Linked DNA regions of Mus musculus: all the other regions are linked to region 5. Evidence: chromatin contacts called from public ChIA-PET, HiChIP or PLAC-seq and promoter capture Hi-C data. All regions are on one chromosome and are shown on one strand. Each heading gives the region's core, a stretch centred on a gene start, on an enhancer-like site or on the middle of the called end of the contact. The rest is flanking DNA. Distances are from core to core; before and after follow the strand shown.

Evidence for each region. Promoter capture Hi-C pulls out the DNA fragments that hold promoters and counts their contacts. ChIA-PET counts read pairs in DNA pulled down with a chosen protein or histone mark. HiChIP or PLAC-seq counts read pairs in DNA pulled down with a chosen protein or histone mark.
Region 1: an RNA polymerase II ChIA-PET map of memory CD8 T cells shows a contact between it and region 5, with 30 read pairs. The contact joins the promoter of Vav1 here to the promoter of Ranbp3 in region 5. A contact is called at or near these places in 3 of 115 datasets of contacts at active chromatin or transcription factors (bone marrow-derived macrophages, memory CD8 T cells and pancreatic cancer cells).
Region 2: a contact with region 5 is called in an H3K4me3 HiChIP or PLAC-seq map of pro-B cells, with 7 times the contacts expected there. The contact joins the promoter of Plin5 here to the promoter of Ranbp3 in region 5. A contact is called at or near these places in 15 of 39 promoter capture datasets (the 3T3-L1 cell line, the C10 cell line, the HPC-7 cell line and 10 more), 10 of 484 Hi-C or Micro-C datasets (CD8 T cells, the G1E-ER4 cell line, cortical neurons and 5 more), 12 of 115 datasets of contacts at active chromatin or transcription factors (astrocytes, bone marrow-derived macrophages, cardiomyocytes and 8 more) and 3 of 9 other capture datasets (adipose tissue, embryonic stem cells and liver).
Region 3: a contact with region 5 is called in an RNA polymerase II ChIA-PET map of memory CD8 T cells, with 14 read pairs. The contact joins the promoter of Mpnd here to the promoter of Ranbp3 in region 5. A contact is called at or near these places in 4 of 115 datasets of contacts at active chromatin or transcription factors (bone marrow-derived macrophages, embryonic forebrain, memory CD8 T cells and 1 more) and 2 of 9 other capture datasets (adipose tissue and liver).
Region 4: a contact with region 5 is called in a promoter capture Hi-C map of pre-B cells. The contact joins the promoter of Sema6b here to the promoter of Ranbp3 in region 5. A contact is called at or near these places in 15 of 39 promoter capture datasets (the 3T3-L1 cell line, 3T3-L1-derived adipocytes, the C10 cell line and 10 more), 2 of 15 datasets of contacts at CTCF or cohesin (embryonic stem cells and pro-B cells), 23 of 484 Hi-C or Micro-C datasets (B cells, the Ba/F3 cell line, CD4 T cells and 10 more), 13 of 115 datasets of contacts at active chromatin or transcription factors (astrocytes, bone marrow-derived macrophages, cardiomyocytes and 10 more) and 4 of 9 other capture datasets (adipose tissue, embryonic stem cells, liver and 1 more).

The regions. Positions count from the first base shown.
Region 1 is chr17:57,277,725-57,280,424 of GRCm38.p6, forward strand. It overlaps Vav1 (vav 1 oncogene), which reads left to right and starts at 1,376. Exons shown (of 27, transcript NM_011691.4): 1 at 1,376-1,677. The coding sequence starts at 1,474.
Region 2 is chr17:56,115,951-56,118,650 of GRCm38.p6, forward strand. It overlaps Plin5 (perilipin 5), which reads right to left and starts at 1,348. Exons shown (of 8, transcript NM_001077348.1): 1 at 1,133-1,348; 2 at 879-939; 3 at 308-503. The coding sequence starts at 1,176.
Region 3 is chr17:56,007,940-56,010,639 of GRCm38.p6, forward strand. Mpnd (MPN domain containing) reads left to right here and starts at 1,262. Exons shown (of 13, transcript NM_026530.5): 1 at 1,262-1,317; 2 at 1,391-1,647; 3 at 2,338-2,574. The coding sequence starts at 1,311. Stap2 (signal transducing adaptor family member 2) reads right to left here and starts at 197. Exons shown (of 14, transcript NM_145934.3): 1 at 1-197.
Region 4 is chr17:56,139,065-56,141,764 of GRCm38.p6, forward strand. Sema6b (sema domain, transmembrane domain (TM), and cytoplasmic domain, (semaphorin) 6B) reads right to left here and starts at 1,279. Exons shown (of 17, transcript NM_001130456.1): 1 at 1,150-1,279.
Region 5 is chr17:56,671,831-56,674,530 of GRCm38.p6, forward strand. Ranbp3 (RAN binding protein 3) reads left to right here and starts at 1,395. Exons shown (of 17, transcript NM_001252466.1): 1 at 1,395-1,581. The coding sequence starts at 1,560.

The sequences.
Region 1 (2,700 bases), core at 126-2,625, 610 kb after region 5:
GAGAGGGCTCTGTGGGCAAAGGTGATTGCTACCAAGCCTAATGATCTGAGCTCAATCGTTGGGGCTTGCATGGTGGAAAGAGGACCTACTCCCTTGGGCTGGTGAGATGGCTCAGTGGGTTAGAGCACCTGACTGCTCTTCCGAAGGTCCAGAGTTCAAATCCCAGCAACCACATGGTGGCTCACAACCATCCGTAACAAGATCTGACCCCCTCTTCTGAAGTGTCTGAAGACAGCTACAATGTACTTACATATAATAAATAAATAAATAAATAAATCTTTAAAAAAAAAAAAAAGAGGACCTACTCCCCCATGTTAACCTTTGACCTCCACACATGTACTGTGCCCCACATGTACCTTCACACATACACACATACATATGTATATATATACACACACACACATATATATATGTAATAAAAGTGAAATGGCTTTCAAAGTAGAATATATTTTCTAATGTTTATTATAGTTCTATTTGTTGGCAGTTTCCTACATGTTAACAACCTATCTTCGTCCTACCCACCCTCAACTCCCCTCTGACTCCGAATGAGAGTGGACTCTCTTTACCTTATCCCCACTTTCTTGCTCTTTTGTAACCCTTTGCATCCATTACTGCTGCCTGTGGGCATGTTGGCTCCCTCCTGGCTTTGTCTTGTGCTGCCACCATAACTGCACGGAGTTCATGAGCGTAGTGGCCATGGGTATGCCCTGGAGATAGCATTTCACATCCCCCGCCCCCGACTCTTACCGACTTTCTGTTCCTTCTCCCTTGAGCCTCGGGCTGGTGGTGGTATAGATGTCCCATCTATGGCTGAGCACTCAGTAATCAAAAAGTAACATGTAAGAAGTGATGGAGTGAATTAGTGTCTTCTGTCAGGTGGTGGGCACAAGTGCAAAGGCCCTGGGGCAGGATGGAGGTCAGGGAGTGAAGAACAGAGAGAGGAGAAGAGGCTGGCAGGGGTTGGGGCAGGGTGAACAGGGCCTTGTGGGGTGCAGGAAAGACATGAGTTTTGGCCCCAAAGCAAGGTTGAACCAGGAGGGTTATGGGTGGTGGAAGAATGGTTGAGACTTGACTCAGTGTTCAGTGGTCCCTTTTGGCTGCTGCAGGGGCAAAAGGCTGTGAGAGATCAGGGCCGTAGACTGGGGACCAGGAGGAGACAGGAGGTGACAGCCTAGGTGCCTACGGCTGGATGAGATAGTGGCACCTTAGTTCAGCAGGTGCCCAGGTCTGCTCAGTGTAGGTGGAGAAAGACGAGGTCACACCAGTGAGTGGAAGCTGTGAGGGCGTAACTGCAGATGCTGCTCCCCCTCCGCCCCACAGCTCCTCCCCACCCCCACCCCGGGGCGACAGTTACAGTCACAGAAGAGGAAGTGGTGTTGTAGTTGTCCCCACTGGGGCAGGCGGCGGCGGTGGTGAAGGAACGAGGGTGCACGGGGCCTCCCCGAGGGGCCAAGTGAGAGGCCGGCAGCCACCATGGAGCTCTGGCGACAGTGCACCCACTGGCTGATCCAGTGTCGGGTGCTGCCTCCCAGCCACCGTGTGACCTGGGAGGGGGCCCAGGTGTGTGAGCTGGCACAGGCACTGCGGGACGGTGTCCTCTTGTGCCAATTGCTTAACAACCTGCTTCCCCAGGCCATTAATCTTCGCGAGGTTAACTTGCGGCCCCAGATGTCCCAGGTGAGTCTGCTGGGTGATGCTAGGGCCCGACTGGATAAAGGCTGGTAGGCCCGGCTCTGGCTATGGAGAGGTGTCGAGCAGAACGGAGCTCTGGGTGGGTTTGTACACTCTTGGTTGGCTTGCAGCTGTCCCAGCAAATTTAGGGGGAAATCTCCCTATCCCGCCCCGCCCCCAGCTGACTCTGTTGAGATCCATTTAAAGGGGTCCTAAGAGGTATCTTGTTGCCTCGTAGTTAGCCAAGAGGGTGCATGAGGTTGGAGAACCAGATTCAAGAGAGAGAGGCCTTCAGTTTCTCCCCCACCGGTGGCTCCTCCTCTTCCACCTCTTCTGCCCCCCTCCTCCTCACATCTTCCTTCACCTCCATTTCCTGCCAGGGCTTTGTGCTGTGTGGCGTGGAGTGTTGGGGGCTGCAATGCGAGACCCTGTGGCATCCCAACTCTACCTATTTCGGGAAGGGCCCATTGAAGTGCAGGGCCCAGGCCTAGGGTCCTAACAAGGCCCTGGGTGTCCCTGAGTTTGACATCTGTGCACTCTCCGTGTTTCAAGTGGAGGCATGGTCAGACTATGCCCCGGTGAGCCTAGAAAATGTATTCAAATCCTTATTTGAATGTGGCTGGGGTGGTGGTGAAAGGTGACTGGTGGCTTTGTACTCTTTTCTCTGCTTCCCCAGGGATGCTGGGTTTCGGGGGGAGGGCTGATAGCCCTAGAAATGAAAGGTATAGGTTCAAGTCAAAGGGATCCACAGCCTTACCGTGGGGTGTGAGGGACATGAGTTGTATCTAAGGGAACATGGCCTTGCCATGGGGTCTGAAGGACACATCCTTGGTGTAGGGGGCATCTGTCTGTCTGTCTGTCCTCTTGCTCTCAGTCTGCCAGTCCTGTACAGCCTGTTTTTCCAAGTCCCAGGAGGCTGTCCCTAGAAATGATGAGCAACGGGGTCAGAGCCTAGTTTCTTCCCTTCATGCGAGGGGTCCCATGGAGTTGAAGACGGGAGTTACTTTAAGAATGGCCTGCTGCAGTCTC
Region 2 (2,700 bases), core at 98-2,597, 560 kb before region 5:
CAGAATTAGGGACCTAGAGAGGACCCAAGAAGGGATTTGGACTCACTACGTGTGGAGTCGATCCCAGCACAGCATAAACCGTGTGGTGGTGCATCATCCCAGCACTCAGAAGGCTGAGGCAGGAGGATTGCTGAGCATTTCAGGCCAATCTGGGCTACAGAGCAAAACCCTAACTCAGAAATTTTTTAAAAAGAGAGGTGTGGGGAAGCATTTGTGAATGGGCCTGGGAGGGACACCTGGTTCTGAAGATAGCAGAGACTGACTACAGACCAAGGTGGTAGGGACTATGGTAGGGACTTAGACTCACACTGGGGCTGCAGGTGCTCCAGCAGTGGCTGTGCGTGGTCCAGGGCACAGGTAGTCACACTACACACACAGTGCTCAGCAAGGCGGCAGGCGGAGCCCAGCAGCGGGTGCCTGTCCTTGGCCGAGTTGTAAGCACTGGACACGGCAGTGCACGTGGCCTTGACCAGGGGCAAAGCCACCACTCGATTCACCACATTCTGCAGAGAACAGTTACATCAGGGCACAGCCATACCCCGATTCCCTTCATTGTGCTAGGCTGGGGGACACAAAGCAGGTCGCCTACCAAAGGCTGCAGCATGCAGCACACACACAGCAACAGGGCAACTTCTGGACCTACAGATGAGGCCAGGGCGGGAAGGGGGGCTGTTTGGGTGACCTGCACACAGGTCTGGAGAAAGACCTGACTGCTTGGGGCCTTAGTTTCCCCACAGGTGTAATTGTACCCTAAGTTTGATGCTATCACTGTAGTGACTACAATAGGTGACACCTGGAGCTATGAGAAGGGACTGGACCTTGGTCGGGCAGGGACCCAGCCACGAACCCCCCAGCCCCCTGCTGTCGTCCTTCTTTACCTGCTGGTCCAGTTCTCCCAGGCTGGATCCAGGGTCCTGAGCTGTCTGATCACCGGACATTCTGGGGGGAGGGGGGGGTAAGACACAGAAAGAGAGGGAAACCCTGAGAGTCAGCCCTGTGGAGTATTCTGGGGTCCATCAGCAAGGCATGTACAAGGCCCAACACACAGAAGGTATACAATGAAAAATCTATGACTTTGTGGGAGGACAGGCGTGGGCCCTGGTGGGACGAGGATGAGTTCAAATGTCATTACCTGCTGTGTGGCGCTAGGGTGGTGTCTTCACCTCTCTGGTCCATTTCCAGTAGGGACAGACCCGCACACCAGCCCCCGTTGCAGAGGTGGGGGCAGCGGTCAGAGAATCAGATCCCTTTGACGGGCAGGAAAGTTGAGGCAAAGATTGCACGTGGAGCTCCGAGGTCACCCTCAGCTGTCCACGGTGACAGGGACGCTGACCTCAGGGCTCATGCCCTATGTATCCCCACCATGGCCGTCCCACTGTCCTCTGCGCCTGGGCCCCGCCCAACTGGGTCCTGGGCCCGGGCCCACTGGGCCAAGGGTCCTGCCACCTGCTGTGCCTGTGGCTCCTCGCATTCACCCCCGCCACTTCCACCCTGCCGAGTTTGGGTCAGGGCCATCCCTACCCCACCCTCTACCCTCGCCTGCGCCCTCACCTGGGTGCAGAGCTCAGATCCCGCGTGTATCCGCCCCCCGGCGCTCCCACCTGAGTCAGCCCTCCGTCCTTATAGCAGGTCTGGGTGGGGCCTCCGCACGCGAGCCAATGAGGCGCCGCCGGGGGTGGATCTGGAGCTTCCCCGCCCCCCACAGGCGCCATGGTTGCCATAGCGGCTCAGGGACGCTGAATCCTGGTCCAGTCACCATGGCTGACCTCAGACTAGGACTGAGGACTTTCTTTTTGTTGTTGTTGTTTGTTTGTTTGATTGGTTGGTTGGTTGGTTGGTTGGTTTTTGGTTGGTTGGTTGGTTGGTTTTTTCGAGACAGGGTTTCTCTGTATCGCTCTGGCTGTCCTGGAACTCACTCTGTAGACCGAACAGGCTGGCCTCGAACTCAGAAATCCGCCCGGCGACTGAGGACTTTTCTTCTTCTTTCTCCTTCTCCTTCTCCTTCTCCTTCTCCTTCTCCTTCTCCTTCTCCTCTTTTTTCTCCTCCTCCTTTTTTCTCCTCCTCCTCCTCCTTCTTCTTTTGTTGTTTTTTTTTTGTTTTGTTTTGTTTTGTTTTTTGTGACAGGTTTTCTCTGGCTATCCTGGAACTCATTTTGTAGATCAGGTTGGCCTCGAACTCAGAAATCCACCTTGCCTCTGCCTCCCAAGTGCTGGGATTAAAGGCATGAGCCACCACGCCCGGCGACTTTCTCATTCTTCAGTCTTTTCCGTTTGTTTTGTTTGATTCAGACTCTCTCTCTGTAGTCAAGACTTGACCAGAACTCACTATATAGCCCAGGATAGCCTCAAAGTAACCACATAGCCAAGGATGACCTTGAACGCACCACCCAGTGGCTAAGACAACAGATGTGCCACACCACACATGTTTATGTGGTGCTGGGCGTGAACCCAGATCTGTGGGTGCTCGGCTGACTGCCTTCTGAGGCCCACTTCCTTTGTTATTATTATTATTACGTCTATGTGTCCTGGTGTTTTGTTGATATGTTCCATCTGTCATGATCCACAGATGCCTGATCCCCACAGAGGCCAGTAAAGTTGACAGACCCCCTGTGACTGGAGTAACATGTGACCTTGAGCTATCATGTGGATGCTGGGACTGGAACTCCAGCCTGAGCTGTTAAGCCATGGGTGGTCTCTCTG
Region 3 (2,700 bases), core at 12-2,511, 660 kb before region 5:
GGAGCCTCTCTCAAGGCTTTGCCTGTTTACAAGATGGTTAGACCTGCATATTGTGCCGGGACTTGGAAGCGGTAAACTATGGAGCCCAAAGTCTGGTGGCCTGGGCTAAGGGAAGAGTGGTTCTCGGACTGGTGAGATGGCTCAGTGGGTAAGAGCACCCGACTGTTCTTCCGAAGGTCAGGAGTTCAAATCCCAGCAACCACATGGTGGCTCACAACCATCCATAACGAGATCTGACTCCCTCTTCTGGAGTGTCTGAGGACAGCTACAGTGTACTTACATATAATAAATAAATAAACAAATCTTAAAAAAAAAAAAGAATGATTCTCATTACTCAGACCTTTCCAGAGCATCCTGCCTCTTTCCCCAGTTTGAGGCCACCCGGATTTTCAGACCTCCCTGGGTTGGGGTAATCTGTGATGAAGGACAAATCAGGATGAGAACAAAGGCCCAGGGCCTTGGGCGCCTAGTAACACCGCCCCTTCCCGCTCGCTGATTACACGTGAACGCCGATTGGCTGAGTGGGAACCATCCCTTGTCGCTGATTGGATGCTGGAGGCACCTGGTGATTGGCTGATGAGAACTGCCATTGGGCTGAGTTAACCCTAGAAAGGCTAAAGCTGGCCAGGCTCAGACCTTTCGATCCAGCTATAACGCGCAGCTGCTTTCCTAAAGCGGCTCTACATTTCTTACAAACCTGTTTCTTCCCTGCTCCCAACCATCAAGGGCTCTGCCTTTAGCTAGCGCACTAGCCTCACTAGCAGCTTCCTTCATCGCTGCTGTAGGCTGAGGGAATCATGAGCTCCAGGATGCAGCCCCACTAAGGGAGTATAGTCCCCCTGAGAGCAGGGGATGGGGGGCGGCGTCCTGAGTCTGTTTTTCCCTCTAGTTCACCATCTGCTTCAGTTTCCCTTGTGTCCCAAGGTCTTCCCTCATTTCTTTAACTGCGCGTGGGCAGGCCCAAGACCTAAGGTTTCCATCTCTTTCCTGAAAGCTGAGCCACTCCTGCTCAGGGATCAAAGTTGCAACCTAGTAGCTGGTGGCCTCGAGTATGGTATCTCTAGTCCCTGAATGAGAAGGTCCTGGGCCTGTTTCCTTCTCCAGGTCTCCCCCAACCTCCAGCTTTAGTTTCGCCAAATTGCACCGGATCGCTCCAACTCCAGTGCAAGCACAACCCAACCGCTCCGTATCCCCTCCGCCCCCGGCGGGCCAAACCTCCCCACCCATTTTCAGTAACCAATAGACTGCTGTGTCCCCGCGCGGGGAGGAGCCCGTTCACTCGGAGGAGGCTGTGCCGGGACACAGCGTCCATGGCAGGTAGGATGGTCCGCGCAGGCGGGGACGGGGCAGCGGGACGCGACCTCTGCAGCCAGTTGCTATTTCGCTGCAGCTCCCGAGTCTCTGTCTCCCGGGGCCACGGCCGAGGAGGCGCCGGAGGAGGATGAGGACGACGCGGAGGCCGAGGACCCCGAGCGCGGGACGGGTAGCGGAGGGCGCAGCGGCAGCCTCGGTGGCAGCGGAGGCGGCACGGCAGGGCCTGGGATGGCCCTAGGGGGCGCGCTCACGAGGCGCGCGGTCACGCTTCGGGTGCTGCTCAAAGACGAGCTGCTGGAGCCCGGTGAGGGGGTGCTATCCATCTACTACCTGGTGAGCGACCCCCGGAGACCGTTCATGTCCTCCACTGCTAGCGTATAAAGAGAAACTGAAGCCCAGAGGAACCGTGTTAATCACAATGCCACATAGCTATAACCACTGCCATCTGGGTGTGTCCGCGGGCAACCAATCTGTGTGATTGCGGCTTCCCCATCTGTAAAATGAGGCCTTCCTTCCCAGGCTCTCTATGAAGATGATGGCTTCAAAACTGTGTACTGTTATTTAAAATGATCGCCCAAAAAACTCTTTGTGATACCAAGAATGGAAGGGAGCTTTACCCCTGACTATGCCCCCAGCCCCCTCACTGCGGGATTCTAAGCAGGGGGTCAATTCCTGACCTTGCACCCAACCAACCCCTCACTTGGGAATTTTAGGCAGGAGTTCTACCTCTGAGAACAGTCTTATTAAGTATTCCAAGCAGGTTCTGAAGTTGTGTGCTTCCTGCCTCAGCTTCCCCAGTAGTTGGGCTGACAGGCCTGGGCCGTTATGCCTGCTCTGGCTGCCATTACTTAATTTTAAAGTTGTGCATCTGGGTGTGGAGTGCCAGGAGTACTGGTGTGAAAGATGGAGTTCCTGTGACAGTACCTCTTGGGAGCCTTAGAAGAACAAGGACGCCAAGCCTCAGGGAGAAAGGAGTTAGGAATCACTAGGACTGAAGTGTTTCAGCCCCCTCTGTCGCTGCAGGGCAGGAAGTTTACTGGGGACCTGCAGCTGGATGGCAGGATCGTGTGGCAGGAAACTGGACAAGTCTTCAACTCACCCAGCGCCTGGGCCACACACTGCAAGAAGCTCGTCAACCCAGCCAAGAAATCTGGCTGTGGCTGGGCCTCTGTCAAGTACAAGGGCCAGAAGCTGGACAAATACAAGGCCGCCTGGCTTCGCCGGCACCAGCTACATATGCCTGTAGCTACGGCCGATGAGGTAGGAAGTACGTGCCTTCCACCTTGCGCTGTGGGGATGAGGTTGCAAAGGCCGTGGGGCAAGATAGAGTCTGATGTGATTCAGCAAGACGGCCTGAATTCTGAAGCACGGGAAGGAGGAAGGCAG
Region 4 (2,700 bases), core at 29-2,528, 530 kb before region 5:
AGAGAAAGAAAGGCACGTTGTAACCAGGCAGAGGCGCTCTGGCAAGTCCCTCCAGCCATTCTGTCCCCAGGGCCACCCTCCTCCACCCAAAGCTTGTTGGCCTGCAATATTGGGGTTCCCAACTCCATCACATTCAGTTTGGGATTGGGGCATCGAGCAGGTAAAAAATAAGAAGTTGGGGGTGACACAGACGTCAGGCAGTGTGACACAGACCTGCCAGGGTCCCGGAGACCTGGAGAGCAACACAGACCTCAGATGGGGAGCAACACAGACCTCAGGCAGGTGACAGAGACCTGGGAACCTCAGATGAGAGTGACACCGACCTTAGGCGGCGGGGGTTGGGGGTTCAGTGACAGAGACCAGGCAGAGAGGACCTGGGACCCAGGAGTCCCTCCCGACCTCAGGGCTGTTGTAGGCCTAGAATTCACCATCTGAGGCCAAGGTGGGGGGTTCGGCCTGGCAGCAGCCCTGGGGAGGCGCCCCAAAGTCGGCAGTGGAGAGCAGAATGGGGCACGTGACCCCCGCTCCAGGGACCAATCAGCACCGCGGTCGGCCAGGGGGGCCACGGTGGCACCCACCCCGCGCGGCTGCCAGAGACGCTCCTTTGTCCCATTGTCAGGCTTTGGGGGGGGGGGCTGGCAGCCCAGCTTAGGGCTGTGCTGCAGCGGGGGCGTTGGCCGCGGACTGCCCCCCCCCCATGTCAGTTGCGCGGCCGGCGAAGACCAGCCGGTACCCAAGAGCTTGGGGACAGCTGGTGCACAGGGCCGCGTGGGGACCCACGAAAGGTCGCGGCTATGTGTCCCGCCCCCTCCCCCGCCCCCATCAGTAGGCCGTCACCCCAATAATTCGAAGCCACTGTCAGTGCCCCGGCGCGATGAGCCGGGGCCTTGGCTGCAATCCCCGCCCGCTGCGCAGCCCGTTAGCCCCGCCCAGGGCGCTGGAGCTGCGACCGCACGCGGGGGGCCCCCCAAGCCAGTGCCGCTGCACGAGGCGCCCGCGCCCTGTGCGCGCCTGGTGCGTGCATGCCCACTGCATCTGTCCCTGCATCTGTCCCTGCGTCTGTCCCTGCGTCCGTCCCTGCGTCCGTCGCCGCATCTGTCCCCCGTGCATCTGTCCAAGGTGCGTCCCCGCGTCCGTCCCTGCACTCACCTCCAGCGCAGGCCGAGCACCTGCTCGGCTCGGCCCCGGCCCCGGCCCCGCAGCGTCTCAGCCCGGGCTCCCACGCGCGGGCGGCTCCCGCGGGGGCGCAGCGCGGTGTCCCGGCCGGGGCCGCATCTCTGCCGCCGCCGCTGCGACTCGCAGCTCCGCCACCTCCGCCCCCAGCGCCCGAGCTCGGAGCTTCGCAAAACCCGGAGCAGACCACCAAGGAGCGGAGCACGGACGGGAGGGGGCGCCTCCACCATCCTTGGCCTCAGTTTCCCTTTCTCTGCCTCCCACTTCTCTCTACTGGGGTGGTTCTGAAGACCACCGACTCCCGCACTGAGCTGGGCGCTGTTCTGACTCTGGGCATCTCCAGTATACCGTAGGCACTCCATAGATGTTTTCTGGTATATTCTAGTGAATTCCCAATTCATCTGACCAGTCACCCACACACAGGAACCTCATGGACGTGGTCCCACGGTCCTGGTGGCTCATGACATCATTGAGTCAAACCACCAAGGTCTCATTTTTTATTTATAATGATTGATTGACTAAGACAGACTCTCCTGGGGAGTCTAGGCTAAAGGCCTGCCCCAGCACGCCGCCAACACTCACTTTCTGAGGGACATTGGGACAGCAAGATATCTCTTTCCATGCCTCAGTTTCCCTCTGTCCAAAGCCCCTCCTCATCCCAGCCATGACGCTGAATGAAAACCTCTTTCCGATTGGGCTAGGCATTGCCTCAGAATACAGTAAGTATACTGATGGCACCTCCAGTATACAGTAAGCACCACACAACTGCTTTTGTAATTGTGTGTGGAGTTGAATCCTGCTCACAGGGTCGCCCTGAAGCCCATCCAGCTGAGGACACTCAACCAAAGGTTGGGACTGTGAGCTGCCCGGGACAGCCAAATCTGTGGGTGTCAGGATTTTAACTCTGACCTGTGCACACCCTGAGGGGCTGGAGCAGACTCCTTGGTGTCACCACTGTGGCGACAGGCTGAGACCTCACTGTGGCCCATCAGCTTTGCCGCATATCAGCCAGACACAGCTTCTGTGGAGAAACTGAGGCAGAAGATGAAGCCAGTTCTCAGCCTACTCTGCTTGGCCTATGAACCAATTTGTCCGGCAAACATTTATTGAGCGCAGCTCTAACAATGTTTTTCGGCCCAGGGGGGCGTCGGGGGGAATGGGAGGGTGGCTGCCAAGGTGACCAGTGGCTGCAAAAGTCAAGGTGCAGAGGGCTCAGTGGCTGCTGGGGGTGGCAGAGGGGGAGGGGGGACACCGGGCCCCTGAAGGCTCACGGGTGGATTTGGCAGGGAGTGCAAGGCAGAGTGGGGGTGCAGGGATGGCCTGTCCCCAGGGAGACCTGTCTGAACAAAGGCCCCATGGTCATGAATGACGCCTCTTTCACAGACCGGCCTGGAGGTCAAGTCGCCCTCCCCCAGCCGGCTCCAGCCGGTCTAGGAGCTGACCTGATAGCCATGGAGAGTCAAGAAGACAGGACCTTGTCTGAGTCCTCCAGAGTTAGCCCCAGCACCCCTTTCCTCAGCTGTGAGG
Region 5 (2,700 bases), core at 145-2,644:
CCTCATCTACAAAGCCATTTCGAGGGCAGTCTGGGCTACATAAAATACTCAAAACTGGGGGTGGGGGGGGAGAAAGAAAGTGTGAGTGAGCTCTTTTTTTTTTTTTTTTTTTTTCGAGACAGGGTTTCTCTGTGTAGCCCTGGCTGTCCTGGAACTCACTCTGTAGACCAGGCTGGCCTCGAACTCAGAGATCTGCCTGCCTCTGCCTCCCAAGTGCTGGGATTAAAGGCATGTGCCACCACGCCCGGCAAGAGTGAGTTCTATATCTGTGGCCCCAGCACTTGGGAAGATGAGGCAGGAGAATTTTGAGTTCAAGACCAGACTGGACTACACTGTGACAGTGTCTCCCTATCTCACAGATCTATAGGAGTATACCCAGATTTAAAATACGTAGTAGCTGCTTTCAGGTGTCTTGTCAGTATGCAAAGGTGAATATAGGTTTGGTTTTCCATTCTCCCTTCCTTTCTTTCTTCCTTACTTCTTCTTCTTCTTCTTCTTCTCTCTCTCTCTCTCTCTCTCTCTCTCTCTCTCTCTCTCTCTCTCTCTCTCTCTTTCTTTCTTTTTTCCAGACAGGGTTTCTCTGTATAGCCCTGGCTGTCCTGGAACTCACTCTGTAGACCAGACTGCCCTCGAACTCAGAAATCCGCCTGCCTCTGCCTCCCGAGTGCTGGGATTAAAGGCGTACGCCACCACGCCTGGCCTGAGTTCTTAGCACCCACATAGTTGGCTTAGACCGGTCACCCACAGTCCAGTTCCAGGATAGCCTTTCCTTTTTTAGCCTTTTGTAGGCACTGCACACACATAGCACTCATACACAAATACATCTTTTCTTATTACTTATTGTTTGTTTGTTTTCAAGACATAGTCTGTGTAGCCCTGGACCAGGCTGCTCTCAAACGGAGATCCTCTTGCGTCTGCCTGAGTGCTGGGATTAAAGGCGTGCGCACCAATGCCAAGTCTAATGCCCAGAGAGGTTAAGAGTCTAGTTTTATTAGGACATCCTGTGTTTGAAATCTAGGGTGACCTCTGACTTTGCCTCTTCCTCAACCACCCCAAATAGCCATAGGAAAGCTGTGTGAAAGGGCCTGGCTTCTGATTCAGGGACATGGGCCACTCCTTCCTGTACGCGGAATCGCTAAAAAGCCTACCTAGGCTCACGCCAGAGAAACAAACAGAGAAAGTGGCGGGATGGCAGTCAGGACAGCAAGCAGCGGCACGTCTCTCCTGCGCATGCGTGGGGCTCGGCCATCCTCCTCCCCCCCCCCCACCTCCTTAACATGCTGCCAATGCTAGGAGCTCAGGACCAATAGCAAACTGGCGCTGCCTGTGCGCATGCGTGCCACGCTAGCCACACCCTCTTCCCTTTGCGGGCGGGAAGAGGCGGGCGGAGAGCCGTTACTGCGCAGGCGCGCGGCCGGAGCTCTAGCGGGTGCGAGCTTCCCTCCTCCTCACACCGGCGCTGGCTTATGGGATGCGCAGGCGCAGAACTCTCCCAGCAGAAAGCCCTCGGAGCCCGGGGGCCGGGCGCGGGGCCTTGTGGGAGGGCTTAAGGAAGTAAAATGGCGGACCTGGCGAACGAAGGTAGGGGAGGCGCCGCCGGGGGCCAGCTGGCGGCAGGCGGGCGCGGGGCGGGAAGTCAAGGGAGCCCCAGAGTCGAAGGGCGAGCGCTTCAGGTTGTGGGAGTTCGGCCTCACCCGGTCTGGGCACCCAGCGGGCCCCCCTACCGTGGAGTCTGGTCCCCGGCCGGGTTCCTCGCGGCAGCCCCGGCTTCTGCCTCCTCCCGACCTCGAGGCTCCTCGGCCGCGCCGCGACCGCCTCCCACCCCCCACCCCCACCCCACGCCTTCCGGCCTCGCAGGCCGCCCGGGGAGCCCAACGGGCCTTGAGACGCGGCTCCGCGGCCTCGAACGAGGCGGGCGAGACCTCCGAGCCTGCTCGCGGGCCCAGCCCGCCACGCTCCCTTCCCCGCTTCCCTCGCCTGGGGCCTGGGCCTCCTTCCCCGGCATAGCCTCAGGCTCAGGTCCGGCTCTCCTTCATCCCGCGAAGGTGCTCGGCCACCCCGACCTGTAGCTTACACCCCGAGGTCTGCTTAAACCCGGACCGGGCGCCCCTATTCCCGCCACAGGGCTCCAGGTCCTTTGAGGTGCACTTGATGCCCCCCATTTAGGCCTGGCCATCTGATCTTGAAACTCCTAACTGCTTCTTCACATCCCGTTTTTATTTTTGACACCGTGAAACCTCCCCTCTGGAGTCGACATCCCATTTAAGGGGTTTGAATATGGTAGGACTACCCAGTTGTTGCAGAACCTGCACGTCTCTTCCTACCAGTCTTCAGAGTCCTTTGGAGTGCAGCTTACATCCCCTGATTTAGGCTTGGCCACCTGATCTGTATTTCCTAATTCAGTGGTTCTCAATCTTCTTAATGCCGTGACCCTTAAATATAGTTCCTCATTGTGGTGACCCCAACCATAAAATTATTTTTGTTACTTCTTCATAACTAGCTTTGCTACTGTTATGAATGGTAATGTAAATGTTTCTGGATTTCCTATTTAGACATTTGCCAAAGGGGTGGCAACCCACAGGTTGAGCACTGATATACTAATTGCTTCCACACCCCCTTTTGCCCCGTGGCCCTGACTCCCTGAGCACTCTGGGATGTAACACTTTCTCAGTCAGCCTGATGCTTGACACCCAGTGGTGG